Regions from separate parts of the Ovis aries genome. Here region 2 is linked to region 1. Evidence: chromatin contacts called from public Hi-C data. All regions are on one chromosome and are shown on one strand. The core of a region is the stretch at or near the end of the contact, and the rest is flanking DNA. Distances in the headings are between cores, read along the strand shown.

What was found. Hi-C and Micro-C count contacts between places; a contact is called where the count stands out from the background.
Region 2: a Hi-C map of hypothalamus shows a contact between it and region 1, with 2.4 times the contacts expected there. The contact joins the promoter of NDRG3 here to the enhancer-like site in region 1. A contact is called at or near these places in 2 of 16 Hi-C or Micro-C datasets (hypothalamus and muscle).

What each region holds. Positions count from the first base shown.
Region 1 is chr13:65,696,956-65,700,488 of ARS-UI_Ramb_v3.0, forward strand. SLA2 (Src like adaptor 2) reads right to left here. Exons shown (of 8, transcript XM_012189153.4): 6 at 1,822-1,971; 7 at 954-1,086; 8 at 1-557. The coding sequence ends at 392. Among named protein-coding and RNA genes, the nearest start is that of RAB5IF, 9.5 kb to the left of the region's middle. Within about 2 kb of position 2,151, at least 10 of the 54 cell types and tissues checked have an H3K27ac peak or open chromatin away from gene starts, as enhancers often do. A contact at or near this core is called in hypothalamus, where this site is marked.
Region 2 is chr13:65,785,247-65,788,755 of ARS-UI_Ramb_v3.0, forward strand. It overlaps NDRG3 (NDRG family member 3), which reads right to left and starts at 1,304. Exons shown (of 14, transcript XM_060397786.1): 1 at 1,253-1,304.

The DNA.
Region 1 (3,533 bases), core at 901-3,400:
GGTCAGTTTTCTTTAAATGGTTACTTTTTCTGCCTTGATGCTGGTGGTGGTTTTCTACCTTGTGGGAGGAGTTGTGGGATGGAAAATGACTCTCGACAGGCAGGAGATGACACTGGAAATCCCAAACTCAGGAACTGACTGGGTCAGACCCTAGGGGACATCTGGTCTCTTTTTGGAGTCCTGGCCCTGTTCTTAACTGCTCTAGACTTGAACTAGAGGTTGCAGGCCAAGTCATCGTGCCAGGAGGAGGTTAAGTGATTTCTTAGGACTAAGAGGGGAAGGAACAGAGGATACTGGTGGGACCCTGGATGTGCCTCTGTGTCCCAGCCCTCCCTCCCGCTCCGTGCAGCCTTGCCTCGGGTGCTCGCTCAGGATGAGCTGAGATGGGGCCCTAGGTGCTGCAGCCTTGGTTCCCCTTTCGCCGTCTGCTTTCGGCCTTGGCCTCGTCCAAGGAGGTGTCCTCAGTCAGGCTGATGTAGGAGTTCAGGGCCTCCCGGAGCCCCTCACTGAGGAGGGATGCCTCCCCTGTGGCAGATGCTTCAGAGAACAGGAGGGAGCTGTGGAGAAGGGACAGAGCTGGGTCGGGAGCTTCAGCCTCCTCCCCGCCCCTGCCACACAGTCCCTGCTCTCAACCTGCTGAAAACCCCCTGGTTTCCTATTCCCTGTCAGATCAGACCCCTGCTTGACCTCACTCAGGGCTGGTACTCTGTGGTATCCCATATGTCTGCCCTTCCACCCTGGCCACCTTGGTGTCCAGGCATGCCCAGTATCCGTGCCCGCTTTGGCATCCCTGTTGGTCCCCCCAGCAGACCCGCTGAGCCTGGGCTGGCCTCTGAGTTCAGAGGATGCTTAGTGGCTCCCAGGTGTCCCTGAAGGTGACGCCCCCAGTCCAGGTTCCCAGGGGTGGGTCCTTCTAACTCTTTGTTCCACTTCCCATTCCAGGACCCCCTCACCTGTCCAGCTCTTTCCAGTTGAGTGGTGTCGCCTGCACAGTCACAGGTGGGGGTATGGCCTTGCCAGGGAGTGGGCCAGCCCTCCGCAGGGCACAGGGCTCCTTGAGGAGGCAGCAGATGTCATCCGCCAGCTCTGAGAAGAGACCTAGACCTTTGACCTGGCTGACTCCAGCCCTGCTTCCCTCGCCAGCCAGCCACCCTCACCCTGACAGCCTTCCACACTTAGCTAGTGGGACTGGGAGCCCCAAACTGTTCATCTGGAAGCTGAGATGCAGTCAAAGATTCCGGGCTAACTAGGGAGACTTAATTTGCTGTGTGATTTTTGGGTCAGTTGAGGGACCTCTTTGAGCCCGAGTTTTCTGATTAGGAAAGTGCTTTGGAAAGAAGAAGGCTAAAGAGTGATCAGTCTCCACTTGTTCGGTTGGTATCTGCTGCCTGGAACAGCTGTCCAGAAACTCCCTGATCAGTTTTCTCAGCAGTGGTCTTTCCTCTCTGCCTCTGACACTGTGCTGTTATAGGACAGGCACCAGAAGATGCTACAAACTGACTAAATTCCACAGTAACAACAGCTGTGGGCCTAATTCCTGCGGAGAGAACCGTGCCAGCCGTGGAGGACCTTGACTCAAAACCACAGTGCTGGGTGAGGTTCTGGCCCACACGCCCACAGGACATCTGAGTGGGTCTGCTGGTGTGAGGTGAAGCCGGGGCTCCCAGGCTGCGTTATTTGGCACAGGGACTGGCATGGAGAAAGGGGCGGTCCCTCTTCTGTCTGGATATTCTCCAGCAGGTAAAGTGTCCAAGAGATGACTGACTGCCCCCAAAGCCCAAATCCCCATCTACTCTCATAGGAGGTGGGGGGCAGCCGTACCGGAGTAATGGTCCACCAGGGCCAGGAGCGAGGGGAAGGTGAGGCGTGGTGAGATGTACAGCCAACCATTGTCAAGGCGCTGGATCCTGTAGTGTCTGATCCGGTCCCAGGAGGCAGGGCGGCTGAGGCGGACCGACAGGGAGTAACAGCCTGAGGAGGAGAGGCTCTGGGTAGGACTAAGGCCGTGCTGGGACCCAGCCCTGCCCAGGACGGGAGAAGGAACATGCGAAATGGCCACAGAGAGTGGCCACCAGGCTCAGACAGAAGGGGAGGCAGAGGGGAAAGACAAAGACTTGCTCTCTTGTTCGCAAATAACACATTCATAACAGCTAGGGCTCTCGCGAGGATAAGATGAGATCAGGCACACAGAGTGCTCAGAACAGGGCCTGCCACAGCTGAAGTGAGCATTAAGTGTTGGCTGTTATTATAAAGACCCAAGTGGACAGAAGCGTTTTAGAATGTGATCAGTAGATGTCAGCAAGGATGCGGAGAAAAAAGAATTCTTAGCCTGCTTGTGGAAAGGTAAGTCAGTATAAGCCACTTGGGAAACAGCTGGCATTAACTAGTTGAGTTGAACGTGCCCATACCTCACAACCCAGTAGTTCCATCCCAGCATGATCCCTTGCCAATACAAAACCAAAAATATTCAGAGCAGCAATGTTCAGAAAAGCCCCAGACAGCAAAGAGCCCATATGCACTCAAGAGAACGGCGGATTCTAGAAAGTAACACTCTTCAGTGACAGTGGTAGTCGCTCAGTAGTGTCCGACTGTGACCCACCCCACGGACTATTGGCCTCCAGGCTTTTGTGTCCATGGAATTTCCCAGGCAAGAATACTGAAGTGGGTTGCCATTTCCTTTTCCAGGGGATCTTCCTGATGCTGGGGTCAAACCCAGGTCTCCTGTGTTGCAGATTCTTTGCCATTCGAGGCACCAGGGAAGCCCCACTATTCTGCAGTAAAAGTTAATAACCACCATGCACACAAGCATAGGTGAATGTTATAAATAATGAGCAGAAACAGCAAGTCACAGGAGCATACGTTCAGTATGATTCTATTTATATAAAGCTCAGAGGCAGCCGAGACTATATTGACTATATTGCATGTGTGGCAAAGCTAGGAAGAAAAGAAACTGATCAACACAGGGAAGCAGGCAGGGGGCTTCAAAGCAACGACGCACCGTTTCCCCCCTACGCTGAAAGGTTGGGCATATGGGTGTTGCTTTTATTAGTCTGTAACCTATCGCTGTTGTTCAGTCACTAAGTCATGTCCGACTCTTTGCGACCCCATGGACTGTAGCATGCCAGGCTCTGGTGTCCTCCGCTCTCTCCTGGAGTCTGCTCAAATTCATGTCCATTGAGTCAGTGATTCACGTCCACCGAGTCAGATATATAACCATCTTGTCCTCTGCTCCCCTCTTCTCCTTTTGTTTTCAATCTTTCCCCACATCAGGGTCTTTTCCAATGAGGTGGCTCTTTGTGTCAGGCGGCCAAAGTATTGGAGCTTCATGCATGGAGGGTATATACACTGATGCAAGAGACAGAATTTTTCCAGTTTTTTTTTTCTAGGGGCGCGTGGTGCATCCTAAAGGAGACCAGTCCTGGGTGTTCATTTGAAGGACTGATGCTGAGGCTGAAACTCCAGTACTTTGGCCACCTCATGTGAAGAGTTGACTCGTTGGAAAAGACCCTGATGCTGGGAGGGATCGGGGGTAG
Region 2 (3,509 bases), core at 54-2,553, 87 kb after region 1:
TTCTTATATTCTACACTACTTTGTCAAGGATCTCTTTCTCTTTTTACTTCATGTTAAATGAGAGGTTCAAGCCCAGCACTGGAATAGAGCCAGAAAGCCCCAGGATAAGGGGAGTGCTCACCAGATTTGTTCTTTCACCTCCAAATCCAACCAGCCCAGCTCTATCAGTCTTGACCTCCTGGCAGCCAGAAAAGGAAGGGTAATAACATCCTTTGGGGGCAAAATCTGGACCCAAGACAAGGCTTACCTCTGTTTTGCCAGTAAGCCACCGTCCCTGCTCCTAAACCAGGAGGTTCCCAGTTTACCTGACAGAGAGGCCAGCTCTGCAGGAAAAAAGCTGCATGAAAAGGAAAGAGGACGCATCTGATGGCAAGCGCTGAGGTACTGAGATAATCTTAAAATGTTTACGAAGATCCCTGGCACACTGGCAAGCGCTGGGTGAACGTGAGCTCTTAAGAACAATGCTATTACCATTATTACAGTTAACACCTCAACTGTACTTCATCAACAAGAAAATGCCGTTTTTGCAGCCTACTTTTATGACGTTGAAGAATCTCCGGAGATGCGAGTGTATTTCAGATTTTTTCCAAAGGAACAAAACCGCACTAGCTTGAGAGCCCCCGACCCTGAGTTCCAGAGCCACTCCAGCCTCTGGTCTGGCGCGTGACCTTGGGCAGGGAGCCTCACCGCTCGGTGCCTCAGTTTCCTCATCTGTAACCAGGGGTTAAGAAGCTGCTCCCTCTCATGGTAGCCGCGGGGTACAGCCAGAGGGTACTCTTGACCGCACCAGGACCCCACGGGTGCAAGGCGAGCTCTTGGCGCATCTTCCAGGTTCCCCACCCGCCTACCCGGCTCCCGGGCAGACGGAGCAGACGAATGTCCGACACCGAGGCCCACCGAGCTCCGCCGACTGCAGAGCAGAAGCGGGAAAGGGGGTCGCGCCTGCGGAGGGTCCGAGGCTGAGGTGCTGGGCACCCAGAGGCTCGGCCGCTGCCGCCTGCACGCCGTCGCCAGCGGGTTCGCCGTGAGCCCCGCCGCCCAGGTGAGTAGCGGCCGAAAGAGGCCGGGCTGCTCCGGGTCCCCAGGCGACGAGGGCGGAGGGCGCCCGAACACTTGCAGGAGGCTGGCAGCGCTCACCCAAGCCCCGGCGCGCTGGGGTGATGAGGCAGGGAAGGAGAAGGAAAAGGGAACGACGACCCCACAGGCAGCACGGCGCGCCCACAGCCAACCAGGCTGAGGCGCTCACACTCACCTGAAGCTCGGGCAACCGCCGTCAGCGCAGCACCGGCGGCGGCGGCAGGAGTGGGGCGGGGAAGGCTCTGCGCCCGCGCAGGCGCGCTGAGGACGCCAGGCAGCGCATGCGCACTGTGCTTGCCCGGCTGGGGAACTATGGAGGTGGTGGTTGAGTTGGCGCCATCTTCGGCATACAATGATTTTCTCTTATTGTTTGTGGTTTTAGCTTCCCTTGGCTAGCTCTAGTCTTAAAAGTATTGAATGGGAAATAAATAATTCATACGTTTTTACTTGCTGTGCTGTTCTGAGTAGTGTGTTGAAATCTCTGGTTTTGCTCCCTCCCACACGGGAAGTGAATCAGTCCTTTGTCCAGCATACCCACGCGGTATATGCTGCTTGCCCCTTTAGTCTTCTAGTCTGTCATCAGATCGATTGTCTGGATACGGAAGTGTTTGTTTCAAGTAACCCTTACTTTGCTTGATAATGGCCCCAAAGTCCAAAAGTGGTATTGCTAGTGATGTGGAGAAGCCAGAGAAGCCACAAAGGGTGAAAGTTCTCAAATTAGTAAGAAAAAAACAGGTATGCTGAGGTTGCTAAGCTCTGTGGTAAGAATGAGTTTTCTGTCAGGGACTTCCCTGGTGGTCCAGTGGCTAAGACTCTGAGCTCTCAATGCAAAGGTCCTGAGTTTGATCCCTGGTTGGTGAATTAGATTGCATGTGTTACAACCAAGACCTGGTGCAGTTAAATAATTTTTTTTTAAATTGAATTTTCTGTAAAATTGCAGGAAAAAAAAAATTGTGCTTTTAGGTCACACTTCAAACTGCTTAAGTTAGGGCCACAGTGCATAAAAGGTGCTTAGTTAAGAATGAAATACACCTGAAACTATCACAGCCTTAATAAACTATTCCTTGTTGTTCAGTTCCTAAGTCTCTACAACTCTTGTAACCCCATGGGCTGCAGCACACCATGTTTCCCTGTCCTTCACTATCTTATGGGGTTTGCTCAGATTCACATCCATTGAGTCAGCGATAATATCTAGCCATCTCATTCTCTGCCACCCTCTTCTTTTGCCTTCTCTCTTTCCCAGGATCAGGATCTTTCCCAGTGAGTCGACTCTTCACATCAGGTGGCCAGAGTACTAGAGCATCAGCTTCAACACCAGTCCTTCCAGTGAATATTCAGGGTTGATTTCCCTTAGGATTGACTGGTTGGATCTCCTTGCAGTCCAAGGGACTCTCAAAAGTCTTCTCCAGCACCACAATTCCAAGGTATCAGTTATTCCACGCTCAGCCTTCTTCATGGTCCAACTCTCACATCCATACATGACTACTGGAAAAACTGTAGCTTGGACTATACGGACCTTTGTCAGCAAAATGATGGCTTTGCTTTTATAGTAATAAACTATACTTCAATATAAACTTTTTTTAATGAAAAGGCATTAAATTTATGAAAGACACAAACAAAATACATATTTTGATTGATGTGTTGCCCCAGAAAACACTGAATCTATTGTTAAACTGAAGTTCATGTGTCCCACTGTCAGTGAGGCCAAACAAACCAAAATGTTGGACTTTGGAGCAGAGAAACATTGATTACAGGGCTAAGCAAGGATCAATCAACCTGGGCTCAAAAGACCCAAACTCCCCCATGGCTTTCAGGGAAGGAATTTTAAAGGCAAATTTGGGGGTGAGGGATACAGGATGCATAACTTTCTTCTGATTGATTGGTGGTAAGGTAACAGAGTGATGTTTCAACTTTGTGGTTCCAATCAGTCTGGGGTATACTGCTGTCCTCATGCAATCACCATCTTCCACCTGGGTGGGGCTGGGGTAGGGGGTAGGTCTTAGTTTCTTTATAGCAACTCAGATGGTTCTGTATATCCCTTAAGGAGGAACAAGGACTCTATCACTGAACGATTGTTTCCTGGTTGCTTTTCTTTTCTTTCCGCATTGCTCTTTGAAACTCAAGAGGCCTAGGAGACCAAAGTCTTTTTCTACAGACAAGAAATGGGACGTCGAAGGGCTTTTGTATGCAGGAGGGCCCCAGTGGCCCCTGCTTGGTTCCAAGTCATTACAAAGACTTCAGCAAGGGATCCCCTGAAGAGTGACACCAAGCCATTTACTGAAAATAAGGGATGGTTGGGGGCTTCCCTGGTGGCTCAGATGGTAAAAAATCTGCCTGCAATGCAAGAGACCTGGGTGTGACCTCTAGGTCAGGAAGATCACCAGGAGAAGGGAATGGCTATCCACTATTCTCGCCTGGTGAACTCCACAGAG